Regions from separate parts of the Mus musculus genome. Here region 1 is linked to region 2. A link is a contact called in public ChIA-PET data. All regions are on one chromosome and are shown on one strand. The core of a region is the stretch at or near the end of the contact, and the rest is flanking DNA. Distances in the headings are between cores, read along the strand shown.

Evidence for each region. ChIA-PET counts read pairs in DNA pulled down with a chosen protein or histone mark.
Region 1: an RNA polymerase II ChIA-PET map of memory CD8 T cells shows a contact between it and region 2, with 8 read pairs. The contact joins the promoter of Vta1 here to the enhancer-like site in region 2. A contact is called at or near these places in 2 of 484 Hi-C or Micro-C datasets (CD4 T cells and liver), 1 of 115 datasets of contacts at active chromatin or transcription factors (memory CD8 T cells) and 1 of 9 other capture datasets (liver).

Annotation. Positions count from the first base shown.
Region 1 is chr10:14,704,040-14,706,739 of GRCm38.p6, reverse strand. It overlaps Vta1 (vesicle (multivesicular body) trafficking 1), which reads left to right and starts at 1,251. Exons shown (of 8, transcript NM_025418.3): 1 at 1,251-1,390. The coding sequence starts at 1,279. It overlaps 1700016L04Rik (RIKEN cDNA 1700016L04 gene), which reads right to left and starts at 1,131. Exons shown (of 6, transcript NR_045824.1): 1 at 1,067-1,131.
Region 2 is chr10:14,313,422-14,316,201 of GRCm38.p6, reverse strand. No RefSeq gene overlaps it. Among named protein-coding and RNA genes, the nearest start is that of Gm40603, 7.6 kb to the left of the region's middle. Within about 2 kb of position 1,356, at least 66 of the 459 cell types and tissues checked have an H3K27ac peak or open chromatin away from gene starts, as enhancers often do. A contact at or near this core is called in memory CD8 T cells, where this site is marked.

The sequences.
Region 1 (2,700 bases), core at 2-2,501, 390 kb before region 2:
AAAGAAAAAAAATACAGGAAAGTTCAAATGAAATGTAAGTCCTTAAGGATGATACTATGCAATGGAGAGGTGGCAATAGATAAATAAATAAATAAATAAATAAATAAATATCACTGCTATAAAGAAAAGGTGGGGTGTGCTATAAAGTCAGAAGTGCAGACTCTCCTGGACTCTATCTTGTCAAGTAGTAAGACAGACTAATACTTTCCTAATGTTCATCATCTTCCTCCACTAATCAACTCGCATAGTTCACTAAAACAAGCACTAGCCATATCAGAGAAAGTATTCAATTCTTATTAGTTCGCATGTGTTTACCTTTCAAGTTTGAAAAGGACTGTCTATTCAGTCCAGTATTTGGACATGCAAATTTTAATCTAGTATTTAAACATAGTGTTTCTCATATAAGAATTTAAAACTTCTAAACTAAAAGCAATGGTTGTTTCCAGTTCCAATCTCCTTTAAGTACATGTTTTCAGTATCTCTTTACAGTTTCTAGAAAGGCTATAACGTGTACTTCTGTGTGTGTGAATGTATAAATTTTTATTTTGTGATCATTTTCTCTGTTAAAACTAATGACACCTCCACCCCCCACTCCACCCCACCCTCCCCCCCCCCCACCAAAAAAAAAAAAAAACCCACTGTGGCCCATCTATATGCATATGTCTGTAATCTCTACTAACTGGGAAGCCCTGGGTAAAGGATTTCAAGTCCAAAGCTTAGTTTGGCAATTTAGTGAGACCCAGTCTCATAAAAATAAAGACAAGGGAGAGAGTGAGGGAGGGAGGGAGGGAGGGAGGGAGGGAGGGAGGGAGGGAGGGAGGGAGGGAGGGAGGGAGGGAAGGGAAGGAAAATTTGAAAGCTGAGAAGGTAGCTTAGTAGTATATACGCTTGCCAGAATATTCCCAACAAAACACACACGCATGAGATAAAGAGAGGGGAGGGGAAGTTTTCCTTTCTCGCAGTTAAAGTCCTTTACGTTATTTTCCCCTTTCTTCTCTTTCATTCATTCCATGCAAACAAACAAACAAAAACAAAAGTTAAATTTAAAACCTCTATCTCCGCTTACCAGCAGAGAGCGCTGGAGCCGTGTGCGACACAGGAGACTCTCATTCTCCAAATAATAACTGCCTTAAACCAGGCAGTAAGTTTGTCTCCTTCGGGCACCCGTCGCGGACAAGCGTCTCAGCAACGGATGCGTGGGTGAGAATTGCCCGCTCGGAGGCGGAAGCGGAAGTATCTGTGACCGGCGAGTAGGAAGTAGCGCTTCCGGGAGTGGAGATGGCCGCGCTGGCCCCTCTGCCGCCGCTGCCCGCGCAGTTTAAGAGCATACAGCACCATTTGAGAACGGCGCAGGAGCATGACAAGCGGGACCCCGTGGTGGCCTACTACTGTGAGTCCCTCCGAGTCCCCGTTCTCCCGCCCGGTTGCGCCCCGCGCCTCCCTCCGCTCTTGAGGCCCGCCCCGCCCCCTGGCTTCAGACCTGAGCCTTGACCTCTGGCTCGGCCAGGAGGACCCCAAGTACTAGACTCCCTCCACACCCGGACCCCCGTCTCTCCAGCTTAGAGCCTCGGACACGCCTCCCGGCTGTTCTTTCTTCTGGGAATGAGAACCTCGATAGTCATAGGTTTCCCAGAGATGGGTGGGAAGGGAGACTAACAGAAAACATAACGAAAGCTGTGCATTAATCACGAGAGCTTTCAGGTCCCTTCCGAAACTCAGACGGTTCAGTGGACAGTGGCTACTACTGAAAATTTGAATTTGACTGTTCTTGACTTGTTTTCCGTACTCCTCATTACCACCAGTAAGAATTTGGAGTCATCCTTTAGCTATCCTGAAAGTTAAGAAGTTTAATGCCAATATTCCTAGTTTGAGATGTATATACTACTGAAGAGGACACAGTTTGAACTCCGTTCAGACATGCAGAGTTGGTGAAGTGGATAGGACTAGTAGTTTTATGTAAACTATGATTTGAATATTATACTCCTATCTTTGTTGCAAGAAATGACTGTACTCTGAGTTTCTAAAGAACTTTCAGAATACAGAAATGATGTGTCCTCTGTTGTGGACATTGTTAGCAAAAATCTGGACCAAGTCAAGCCTTCCCTTGTGGACATGTATGTACCTCATTTCTCAAATGTGCATGGATGTCCCCCTACCACCACCAATAATTGCCATTCTCCACTTGATTTATGATCTGAATTCCCACCTCTTCTGCAAGCCACTCGGTGGCTATACTTCATTTTTATAAAAATCATACCAGTATTGTTCCCACCATTCTTGTTCTTTTGATGATCTTCAAACATATCCTAATTATTGAGCCTTTTTACCTATTGACGAGCATTCCTAAGTACTGGGAAAAAAAAACTAAAACCCAGCTCCTGTGGTCCTAGGACTACTGAGAGGAGGGGCGTTTGAACAGTACGCATTTTATAATTTCAGGAACGGGCATAGAAGTGCCACAGTACTGTAGAGGGGACCTCATTTTCCTGTGTTCAGAAACACATTGCTCAGTTGACAATGGAAGCCAGACCTTTGTGCACAATTGCTGAAGAATATACCTTTAAAAGGAACAAAAGTCTGAAGGTCCACAGAGAAGTTTAAAAGAGGAGGAGTGAGGATTTGGAGAGTATAGAGCCAGAGAGAAGTTGGATACAACAAAGAGGCTGGCTCTGGACTGTGAACCAGGGCCCTTTGTTTCCC
Region 2 (2,780 bases), core at 107-2,606:
CTGGGTATGGCAGTCTCTAGATGGTCCATCCTTTTGTCTCAGCTCCAAACTTTGTCTCTGTAACTCCTTCCATGGGTGTTTTGTTCCCAATTCTAAGAAGGGGCAAAAGTGTCCACACTTTGGTCTTCATTCTTCTTGAGTTTCATGTGTTTTGCAAATTGTATCTTGTATATTGGGTATCCTAAGTTTCTGGCCTAATTTCTTATTCAGGGACGCAAGAACCCGGAATCCCAGCAGGTTCTTGCCTTACCCTGATACCTGCTTACGAGCACCAAGGATGCTGCTAAGCATTCTACAATGTACAGAACAGCCCCAATGGAAAGGAATCCCATTCAATGTCAGTCCTACAGAAGCCGAGGAGGAGTAGCTCTAGAGCCTAGACAGTGAGCTTCTGGGATTGCTATATCAAATCTGTAGAACTTGAAAGTTTAGAAATAAAAGGTACTGCCCATAGACTATCTGCATCAGCTTGGGGAGAAAGGCTGTATCTGGACTTTTGAGCACGAGCTCTGGTCAAGTAGATGAGGGGACTCTTGGCTCTTGTAACCCTAAGGCATCATCTTATAAACAAGCCTGTGCATCTCTTATCAAAAATGCTTTATAGGATCGATCGTACTTACCCTCCTTTTAAACTGAGCTCTGCGTTTGCCAAGGCAGCATTCTGATTGTGATCTTGCTTCTTATGTAACTTAGCAACCATAAGAAATGCTGAGTGTCTACCCCACCCTCCACCCACCCAACTCTCTGGAAAAGTCTTTTAACTGCATTTCTAGCCAAGTACCTTGCAGTCTTCCTTCTGGTCTCTTGAATAAGAGTCCTACCTAACACTAAATAAAGTTCTGAGCCACCAGGTTTAGCAGTGCTTCATCAACGCGGGTGAATCGGAGCTGGGGAGCAACTCCAGAGATGTCCATTTTTCTGAAATCCACAGACATTGCGTAATGAGTACTGTTTGAATCCCAGTTTACCCCAAGTACCAAAATGCAAAGCGCCCCCAAAGAACATACTGAAGCCAAATGAACAAGATAACATTTAAACTGCAACTGCAACTGCAACTCCTTGAGTACATTGTATTCATTTAACGAAGATTATTTTCAGAGTTCAGGCATCTATTTAAAGTTCAGAACCTATGATTAATATCTAAATTGCTGATGAGCTGGGGTTTTTTTTTCTTTTTTTGATCCCAACTATTGCCAAGCAATGGCACATCATTAAATGCTGCAGCAGCAAGATTTGCTTCTAAAGAACTGAGCTTATAGAACAGGAGAGGAGGCAGGAAGGAGGAGAGAGTGGGGGAGCTCGAGCAGCTGAATGGTGAGGAGGCCTTTCTTCTTACACTACAGAATGAAAGGCATCACAGCTCTTCCCACACCTGAGATGTTTGTCACTAAAACCACTTCCTTCTCTGAAGTGGGTGGAGACAGTCATTTCGCAGCTCTGAAATTCACATCCTATTCTTCTTCCAGACCTCCTCCTCCGAGCTGCTCTTGGTTCACCCTCCCCATAAACACCCACTCTGCTGCAGGAATTGCAGTTTGCAAGCTGAGAGTCTCTCACGGCAGACAGAGGACAAGCTAAGCAGGGAAAGCAGGATGGGATTTAAGACTCTGAAATTCAATGTCTGTTTTCCCAGGTTTCTGACTTCCCCTAGTATGGAAGCCAAACAAAGCATCATCGGGCATCTTGATAAAGGCAATTGATCTCACCAATTTGCCTTTAAACCAAATATGTTGATGAAATGGCCACCTAACTTCATTTTGATGTGAAGCTCACCTGAAATTCATCTCACAGCCCTTCCAGTTACAGAAGCACCACGTGATGTAAGTTTCTCCTGGGTTCTGAAAACTGGGAGGCTGGCATTGAGCTCTGTGGTTTGTTGGGCTTTGCTATGACAAATGTTTTAGTCGTGCTAGCCCCAAATTAAAGGATGATGCCGAAAATCCTTGCTCATTTGGAAAAATGTTGGAACAAGAATTTGAAGACGATGACTCCCTGAATTCTCCAGGAAATGACATCATCCAGCTCAAACAAACAGCACTTTTCAGAGAGCACTAGTCAGAAGCACAAGCTGTTCTACGTGCCTGGAACTCACCAGGCTGGAGTTCTGGGAAGGGATCTACTGTAAGTTATAGCACGGAGGGCGGCTAAGGAATTTGAGGATGAAGGTCTTCTTGAACGGTTACCTAACTCGTTTCCTCAGTCTCACGCCTTTCTATTGACAACTTATCCCTGTCTGACACCTTTCCATTGTATTTTCAAATATTTTTACCAAGTAAAATCTGTTTTCCATAGTTGATAAAAGAAACTGCCAATTTTTAAGGTTTTGCTACTTAGGACTACAGATATCTACGAAGATGAGTACATAAAACCTTAGGTTTAGGCAGAACATATTTATCTATGCAAGACGAAAGATCCAGGGAAGATACAATGAATGAGAACCAATTTGGACCCAGCTATCTTGGAGTCTTCCTCTGGTTTCTTTAACAGGAGTTCTCCATAACACTAAATAATGGTCCTGGGGCATCATTTCATTTCTGATTGCTGGAGATTGGTTTCTGATTCATCAGTGGATGTAAATATAAATGTAGTTCCAACAATTCACAGAAAAATTAGCCTTTGGAACATAATGTTAGAAAAAAATAGAGTCATTTTCTTAGTGGCATTAAAGGAAGCATGACTATTCGGCCACCATGGTGGTGGTGGGGGAGGGGGGCAGCACAAAGTGGCAAAGGGAGAATTTATTAAGAGGAAGAAATTTAAAATTTAAAACCGCAAGAAAA